Linked DNA regions of Ovis aries: region 2 is linked to region 1. The links are chromatin contacts, called in public Hi-C maps. All regions are on one chromosome and are shown on one strand. Each heading gives the region's core, a stretch centred on a gene start, on an enhancer-like site or on the middle of the called end of the contact. The rest is flanking DNA. Distances are from core to core; before and after follow the strand shown.

Region 1 (4,382 bases), core at 1,343-3,842:
CTTGCCACAAACCACAGTCCATCACAAATTGTCCTGTGGTGAGTTGCAAGCACATTTATAATTGATGGAATCAGGGGGTGAGAGCTCATTGCTCAGTTGTTTAGTAAACAAAACTCTGGGCCCTTGTGTGGGGAGTAGGGATGCTTGAGAGAAAAGGACAGGACAAAAAAAAGAGGGAACCAGCTCCCTCCGAGAATATTTGAAAGGCTCTACCTGTCAGCTTTTGTTTTTGTTATCAAACTTATTTTGAAAATGTTCAGTCCTAAAGAAAAGTTGCAAGAATGTTGTAAAACGTCCAAACGCCTGCCACCTAAATTCTCCCATTCTTAGCATTTTGCCATATTTGCTTTTGTTCTTTCTTGCTGTGCATGCATATATCTAATATAATAAAATACACTGGTATTCTTCTTGTCTTTTATTTTGCTAAACCACTTAAGAGTAAGCTGCAGAGATCATGATCTGTCCCCTCCTCAAATACTCCAAGGACATTTTCCTACATCCCTACAGGAAAATACTCAATCTCGAGAAGTTGAATACCAACGCAATACTATGATCTAATTTCCAGTCCATTTTCTAATTCCACTGATTGTTCAATACCATCCTTTATAGCAGCTCTTTGTTTCAATCCAACTGAACAAGCTCTTCAATAGTCAAAGACCCAGGAAACAGATCCCCTTCGCCCCTTGCCTCATGGCTGGCCAGGACCGGCAGTCATATAGGAGGAATGAAGCTATGATCAGAAAACAAGGCCAAGCTTGGGAGGGCAAATGGGGCCAGATGTAAGGTCTGGCTAAGCTTGGGCAGCCCTGAAAGCTTCTTCCAGGGGATCCCGGAGGATGGAGGTGCACTGGGGGAGGAGAATACTGGTTCTCAAAAGTATTGGGAGCCTAAGGGAGACAGGAGGCTCTCATGCCTCCTGTGACAGCACCAATCCCTGGGCCCAGGTTGGTGGGGGGAGGGGAGCTGTGTTAGGGAGATGGGGAGACAACCAACATTTAGGCACAGGAGCTGGCAGGAGATGGGCAGCCTTGTCATCTGAATGCTAAGCGGCTCGTTTATACATTCCGTCAACAAGTGTTTATTGCACCCTTGCTATATGCCGAGAACTATTCTAAATGCTGGGGATAAAACTTGGATTTGGCCCCAGCTCCAGCCCCTGTTTATGTTCTATTGAAAGATGTGACAGTTTGGGAGTTTTAAAAATATATTTATTTATTTGGCTGCACTGGTCTTAGTTGCAGTGCATGGGATTTTTATTGTGGCATCCAGGATCTAGTTCCCTGACTAGGGATCAAACCCAGGCCCCCTGCACTGGAAGCTTGGAGTCTTAGCCAGTGGACCACCAGGGAAGTTCCTGGGGGATGTGATAGTTTGAAGTACGGTTATGGAAAGAGTCACTCCCCACCCCCACCCACCACACCCATACATCCACATACTTGTTATGAGGGGTATATATTTCCTCACTTTGCTGATATTAGACTTAGCCATGATGTTTCTTTAGCCAGCAGAATGTTAGCGGCTTGCTCCTTGGAAGAAAAGCTATGACCAACCTAGACAGCATATTAAAAAGCAGAGACATCACTTTGCCAACAAATGTCCATATAGTCAAAGCTATGGTTTTTCCAGTAGTCATGTATGGATGTGAGAGTTGGACCATAAAGAAAGCTGCGTGCCAAAGAATTGATGCTTTCTAACTGTGGCACTAGAGAATACTCTTGAGAGTCCCTTAGACAGCAAGGAGATCAAACCAGTCAATCCTAAAGGAAATCAACCCTGACTATTCACTGGAAGGACTGATGCTGAAGCTGAAGCCCCAGTACTTTGGCCATCTGATGCGAAGAGCTGACTCATTGGAAAAGATGCTGGGAAAGACTGAGAGCAGAAGGAGAAGGGCGTGGCAGAGGATGAAATGGTTGGATGGCATCATCAAAACAATGGGCATGAGTTTGAGCAAGCTCCAGGAGATAGTGAAGGACAGAGAAGCCTGGTGTGCTGCAGTCCATGGAGTTGCAGAGTCAGACATGACTAAGCAACTGGACAACAACAGCACTGTGAGCATCCTTAAATATCCTGTGACATTTACCTTGGCTTTTAAGTTCCTGCCATTTGCCGCCATGGAAAGGCTAAGTCCCACTGGTCCAAGGACAATGAAGAATTACTTGAATCTGCACAGGAGCTACAACCTGGAGCTGTGCTGCCTAGCGGCCCCACAAACTCACAAATAAGAAAAAGAAATGCTGTTGTTTTAAGCCCCTGAGTACTGGGGTGGTTTGTTACACAGCATTGCTTCAGTAATAGCTGACTAAGATGGGCAGCAACAACAGAAACCAGCCAACATGTAAATGCGCCACGTCAGGGGATGATAGAGACAGGAAGAAAAGGAAAGCTGAAGAAGAGGAAAAGGGCAGTGGGTGCCGCGGAGCTAGGGCAGCCAGGGAAGGCTCTTTGATAAGGGGACTGGGGGAAGGAAGTGGGGATGAGTCATGTGGCTTTATCTAGGGGAGGGGATTTCAGTCATAGGAAATGGCAAGTGCGTAGGTCCCAAGGCAGGAATGAGCTTCCTGGAGGAGCAAGTCTGAGGCTGGAGGAGCAGGAGGCAACGGAAGGGCAGAGTGGGGGTGACGCAAGATGGCTCAGGAAGGGTGCTGGGGCCAGACCCTGTGGGAAGGATGTGGACTTTTATTCTCATCATCTAGTATAACTAGTAAGCTGTCTGATGAAAGAGCTCGAGAACACGTGCAAAGGCAGAGGGGTTGGGAAAGTCACTGGCTGAGCCCCCTGCTCTGAGACCTGCAAGGAAAGGACCGTTGTAGGCCACAATCCAGCCAGTGTCCGGGGGCCTTTTCCCAGCTTCATCTTCCCGATTTTCTGTGAGGCTCTCCCTACCCTTTGCCTCAGTGACCCTTCCCTACGCTTACTCCCCTCTTACACCTCCAGTGCCTTCTCCGCTCCCCAGCCTTTCACTGGGCCTTCCGGACACCCACCCCTCCACTTCCTGCTCCCCTCAGTCAGCTCTCAAGGTGGGAATGACTCCCAGCTCTCCAGCCCCATCTTCTCTCTGGGACCCTGGGCATTCTGTCATGAGCTCCCTACTTAGCTGTGTCCCCCAAGGCAGCCTCACACTCCAGACTTGGCCTAAACTGAGGCCATCCCCAGGGGAGAGGCTCTCAGAGACTGTCTGAAACCTAGGAGATCCGTAGATCCCCTCCTCACCCCCAGAGTCCATTCAAGTTCACAGCTCAGCACCCCAGTTCCATTTTGATAAAATGCCAATTTCTAAATGTCACTCCTTAGCCCCCACCTTGGGTGGCTGCTCTCTCCGGAGATGGAGAAACCCTGCTGGGACCAGCACTGAATAGGCTCTCCAGTTGGGTCTCAGGTCATCTTTGTTCCCTGGGTAGACCCTCCACTCCAGCCTAATGGGACCCTCTCCTCCGCCATGACCTCCAGCACATTTTCCCCTCTGTTTTCACCTTGCCTTGAGCGCAACAGGTATTTACTGAGGGCCTACTGCGTGCAAGGCACTGTCCAGGGTGCTGAGGAGCAGAGGGGTACCCAGCATAATCCACCTCCTCTTTCTTGGAGCCTACAGCCCCTGGAGCCCCTCAGGGGGCCCCCACCATCCTCCCTGATCTTTTCCTTCCCACCCCTCCCTCCAGGTGGGGCCACTCAGAGCCTCAGTGACCAAGTGGCTTCTCCTGCCACTTGGCTGCTTGGCACTTAAGCATATCTTGCCTTGAGTCTGATTGTTCCTTTAGATGAAAATTTCCTTTTTAATTGTAAAAGTAATGCATGTTTTTACTTTGTTTCAAAGTTTTTAGTTACTGATTCAATTTCCTTAATTGATATTAGGCTATTCAGATGTTATTCTCTGAGTTAATTTTTACAGTTTGTCTTTGATATCATTCAGCTTAATTAAGTTGTCAAGTTTGTTGGCAAAATAAGTAAATAATGCATACTCATCGTGGAAAAATGGAAAATACAGAAAAGATAGAAGAAAAAAGTCTTATTATGTTAGAATAGTTAAAGCTTCCCTTTAAAACAGACATTGACTTCCCTGGCATTCTGGTGGTTAAGATCCAGGCTCCTAATGCAGGGTGCACGGGTTTGATCTTTGGTCAGGGAACTAAGATTCCACATGCCACATGGTGTGGTTAAAAAAAAATATCAGATTATCTGGAACAAAAAAGAAGTCTTTAACAGTTGCCTTCCACACCCCTTCCTAACAGAGAAGGGCAGCCTCGATTTCCCCGGTGGGAAATGGAGCCTGGGTTGTTGTTTAGTCGCTCAGTCGTATCTGACTCTGTGACTCCATGGACTGCAGCACACCAGGCTTCCCTGTCCCTCACCATCTCCCAGAGTGTGCTCAGACTCATTTCCAT
Region 2 (4,382 bases), core at 802-3,301, 49 kb before region 1:
TTCCTTCTCCTCCTTTTCTCTCCTTCTCACTCTCTCTAAAACATTACTTCTGTTTCAAATGATGAAATCCCGAGCCTCGCCATCCTCTGATCACTGGCTCCTCCTTCCGTCTCCAGCAGATGGCAGAAGTGTTACAAGGATGGTCCCCTCAGTCTCCGTTTCCTAGGAATGAGCTGCAGACCCCAACAGCAGGTGGGGCTCCAGCATCAAGTCCCTCCAGTTCAAGGAATCCAGACATCAGAAATGCCCTCTCAGAACTCCAGGGCAAGAAGTCTGGCCACAATAGGGTTAACGGTCCGCATTCCAGAGTCAGGGAAAAGGAGGCTGGAAGGTCACAGACAAGGGGAGAGGGTTCGGAGGGCCCCCTTCTCACAACACGGCCAGCTCTGTTGGGAGAGATAGATCACCCGCAACAATGGCCACAGCTGTTTTCGTCTGCCCTGAAGGAAACTGACTTGGGAAGCAGGTATCAGAGGGGGCCCTTCCTGCAGGGGCTTCTGTCTGGCTTGTAAAACTGTCAGAGCAGCTGCATTTATGTGTTGAGTGATGGATGATGGAAAGGAGGGACAGACGGCCGCAGATGGACACAGTGACTTACAAGTCGAGGCAGGTGGCAGAGTGTGGGGTGTGCAGGTGGGGTGTGCTGATTCATTGCCCAGTGAAAATACCAAATACCACAGTCCACTTCCCAGCCTCCTTCGAGGCCTGGAGCGAGTGTGCCTCCTCAAACAATCCGTCTGCCACGAACGCTTCCGCGGGTGCGCCTTTCTTTTCCTGCACCTCAGGTGTGAATCTTCCTCCCCCTCCCTGGGCCCTCTTTGTTTTCCAGGGTGTGTTTGTGTGCTCAATCACTCAGTCATGTCCAACTCTTTGCAACGTTATGGACTATAGCCTGCCAGGCTCCTCTGTCCATGGGACTCTCCAGGCAAGAATACTGGAGTGGGTTGCCATACCTTTCTCCAGGGGATCTTTCCAACCCAGAGATAGAACCCAGGTCACCAGCATTGTGGGCGACCTGAGCCACCAGGGAAAGGTAGCGATTCCTTCTGAGCTCTCTGTGGCTAGCTGGACCTGGTACTGCTTCACCGAATGCATCCATCCCATGCTCTGCACCAATAAGGTTTTCCACACAGGACTCAAAGCGGGTTTTGAAAAATGTAATGGTCTGGGAAACAAGAAAAAAAAAATGTCAGCACTAAAAATGCTGGCTTCCACTTTTGCTAAGAAAAGGGATTTTGTGCTCTCTACTTCTACCCACAGCATGGCCCGGGAAATAACTGCCCGTGGCACATCAGCCTGCCAAGAAGTGCCTGTCACCAAGCACAAGATCTCCAGGGAGCCTGAGCCGAGGTTTCCTCCTTGTCTCCATCACCAGAGCCTGTTGACCTCTCACCCTGGCCTGGAAACCAGAATCCCTGCCCCCTCGGAAGTAGAAGCCCCTGCTGTGACCCTCCAGATTTCCCTCTTGCCTTCCAGAGGGATGATGACAAGAGGGGCCTTCTTGGTCAGGATAATTGATGCTGAGCCACATGTAGGCCAATGAGAGTTCTTAAAAAGCTGCCTTCTGCCTCTGCCTGGGTCCGTGGGGGCCAATAGACACCATCGTTTTATTTTGGTGGGGTGACAAATGAACTTGGCCTGAGAGGTGGGATCAGCAGGGCTAAGACCTGCAGAGAACTCAGAGCTGTAGTTTGCTTCATTAAGCTAGTGCTGAGTTTGTTTTGAGAAAGCCTGAGGGGCCCAGGGAGGTAGAGATGAGGAGCTGGAGCTCGTTTTGATATCCGAAAACTGCAGCCGCCTGCACGTGGGAGGCGCTGAGAGCAGGCTTGCCTCACACGCCCCCCTCACCATTGGTCACCTGGGAGCACCAGCAGCAATTTGGGAGATTTCTGAGCTCAAGGAGGAGTCTTTGGGGAGGGCTTGCCTGGAGCACACCCCGTTCCCTCCTCCTGGGCTGAGGGAAGCATGGGACCAGCCCTGCCCCAGCCTGTCCTCATTGGCTGGCATGAGGCAGAGGGGGCTTTAAAAAGGCAAACGTGTCCAGGCTGGGGACTGGAGCCTGTGCTACTAGGAAGGCCGAGTGCCCTCCTCCAGCTGGCACTATGCAGCTCTCTCTTGCCCTGTGTCTCGTCTGCCTGCTGGTGCATGCAGCCTTCCGCGTGGTGGAGGGCCAGGGGTGGCAGGCCTTCAAGAATGATGCCACGGAAATCATCCCTGAGCTGGGCGAGTACCCCGAGCCTCTGCCAGAGCAGAACAACAAGACCATGAACCGGGCGGAGAACGGAGGGAGACCTCCCCACCACCCCTTTGAGACCAAAGGTATGTGACGCAGGAGAGTATTTTTAGCATAAGGGTCCTGGGAAGGTTCTCTTTGGGACTGTTACCAGCACCAGTGGACAGACAACTTTGCCAGGAAGCCAGGGAAAGATGCCATGTCAGCTGTATCCTTAGAACTCAAGTGCGAGGGCGTGGGGCTGACAGGGTCCTGGGAGTGAAAGTGCAGAGCAGGAGGGAGGCTGCGGTGGTGGGTGCAGCTCTGGGACAGGCTCAGGGGCTCAGAAAGGAGATTTCAAAGAATCCCCTCCTGAGAAGAGAGGAGTAGGGTCCAACTGCTGACCCCACTGGGGAGGGGACAAGACAAGGGAGCTTCACGTCTGTGAGCACCCGCTAGATGCAGTCGCTACATGGACTATGCCTGGACCGTACCCCAGGGAACTCCCAAGGTCCTCCTCCCAAGGAGGCTTCAGAGATGAAGTGGCTTGTTAAGCCAGCTGAGATTTGAAGCTAGTTTGATCCAATTACAAGACAGCCCTGGAAGGGGACTACATAGGGGATGTCGGAGGCCAAAAGTCACAACGAATCCTGGCAAAGCAGTGAGAAAGGGACGCCAGAGGGGCACCCCTTCAGCCCCCACCACCCATGATCTACCCAGTGAGCTGGCCCTTGAAGGAATGGGCGCTGCAGCTACCTGAGTGGGGGCCCTGGAGGGGAAGCAGCATCCTTGGGGCCGGGCATGGACACAGGTGGCACCCTCTGTCCTGAGTCGCCACCCTAGATCTAGCCTTGCCTCCTTCCTGGGAGGGAGCCTGACCCTAGTGAAAGGGCAGAGACCCCACCTGGGTCCCTGGCTGGGTCTGCACAGAGAAGCCTGAGGGGCAGCATGCGTAGCTGGCTCTGCAGATGGCAGGAATGGCTGGGGGCAGGGGGCCGGAATGATGCTTCAGAGGAAGGCCCTCTGGCCGCAGTCCAGGTGGGAGAGGAGTCCACAGCCCTGGCCCTGGGATCCCATCCTGCCCTGCCTCCCAACCAGCTGGGAATGGGGGCTCTGCAGAGGGCACGCCAGAGGAGCCGTGCCTCTCCCCTGCTCCTGCCCAGGGAAGATCAAGTAAACTCAAGGGATGGGCTGTAAGGAACCCAAGATGTCCACCTCTCTGGGTTCCCATGAATGCCACAGGTGCAGAGGAAGCCACGTGCTCCGGAGTCACCCTGTGCAGAGGAAGCACTTGACCTAGGGGTACTATTCTTGGAAAGCCCCAAGCCTCCTTCCCTGGGCAAACAGGCCGCCCCCACACACCACCCCTGCGGGCCTAGGAGCAGGGGCAAGGGTGCCAAACCAGACCAGAAACAAAAGGCCAGCTGGGGGCGGAAGGTAACCCCCCACACACCCTGCTGCTGTGCTTATTCTACAAGGTAGGGGTGTGGGGGGCTGGCCTTGTCTGTCTCCTCTCTGGTTTTGGTCATAGGACTATTTTTCATCCCTTTGTGTCACATTGAAACTGTCCCTATGAGACCCCTGGGGATGGACAGGTGCTCACATGAGGACCAGCTGTTTAAAAAAGCTCCTACCAGTCTAAGTCCATAGTAGGAGACATGATCAAGGTGTCTTCAGGCATCAAGCCAGACCTTAGAGCCCAATCTTCCCCCGCCCAGGGAGCAGGTCTATGCCACCATTGGGTGTCCACAGAATAGCACAGAAGAGATGAGCCCAGCGCCCAGCACAGTGCCTGGTACACACCAGGTACTTAGTAAGTGTTTGTGGCAACTGAAGCTTTAGGTTTTCAGTCAGATCTTAGCCCCCTGATAGGGAAGGAACGATAGTAAAAGTAGTAAAAGGCAGCCCTTTGGCCCCCCTCACTCCTCCACTCAACATCCCATGGTGCCCAGGCACACAACTTCCACTTTGCGGGAGCCTGGAGGTGCAGGGGCCTCAGAGGCGCAGAGTCAGGAGACCAGCTCTGCCTTTCCGGAAGGAGCTTTTCCTTCTCCGGGCCTCAGTGATAATGAGGGGGTTGGAGGTGCTGCCATCGGCTCCTTTCAAGTCTAAGGACTTCAGTCCCCTCTCCACCTCTCCTTCCATCCCTCTCCTCCTCAGTAGCTGCTCT

The links. A called contact is a pair of places that touch in the nucleus more often than the background predicts.
Region 2: a Hi-C map of liver shows a contact between it and region 1, with 5 times the contacts expected there. The contact joins the promoter of SOST here to the enhancer-like site in region 1. A contact is called at or near these places in 12 of 16 Hi-C or Micro-C datasets (blood, hypothalamus, liver and 6 more).

Annotation. Positions count from the first base shown.
Region 1 is chr11:43,345,626-43,350,007 of ARS-UI_Ramb_v3.0, reverse strand. No RefSeq gene overlaps it. Among named protein-coding and RNA genes, the nearest start is that of MEOX1, 36 kb to the right of the region's middle. Within about 2 kb of position 2,592, at least 1 of the 54 cell types and tissues checked has an H3K27ac peak or open chromatin away from gene starts, as enhancers often do. A contact at or near this core is called in liver, where this site is marked.
Region 2 is chr11:43,394,136-43,398,517 of ARS-UI_Ramb_v3.0, reverse strand. It overlaps SOST (sclerostin), which reads left to right and starts at 2,051. Exons shown (of 2, transcript XM_015098809.3): 1 at 2,051-2,319. The coding sequence starts at 2,103. It overlaps LOC132657351 (a long non-coding RNA gene), which reads right to left. Exons shown (of 2, transcript XR_009595359.1): 2 at 1-1,165.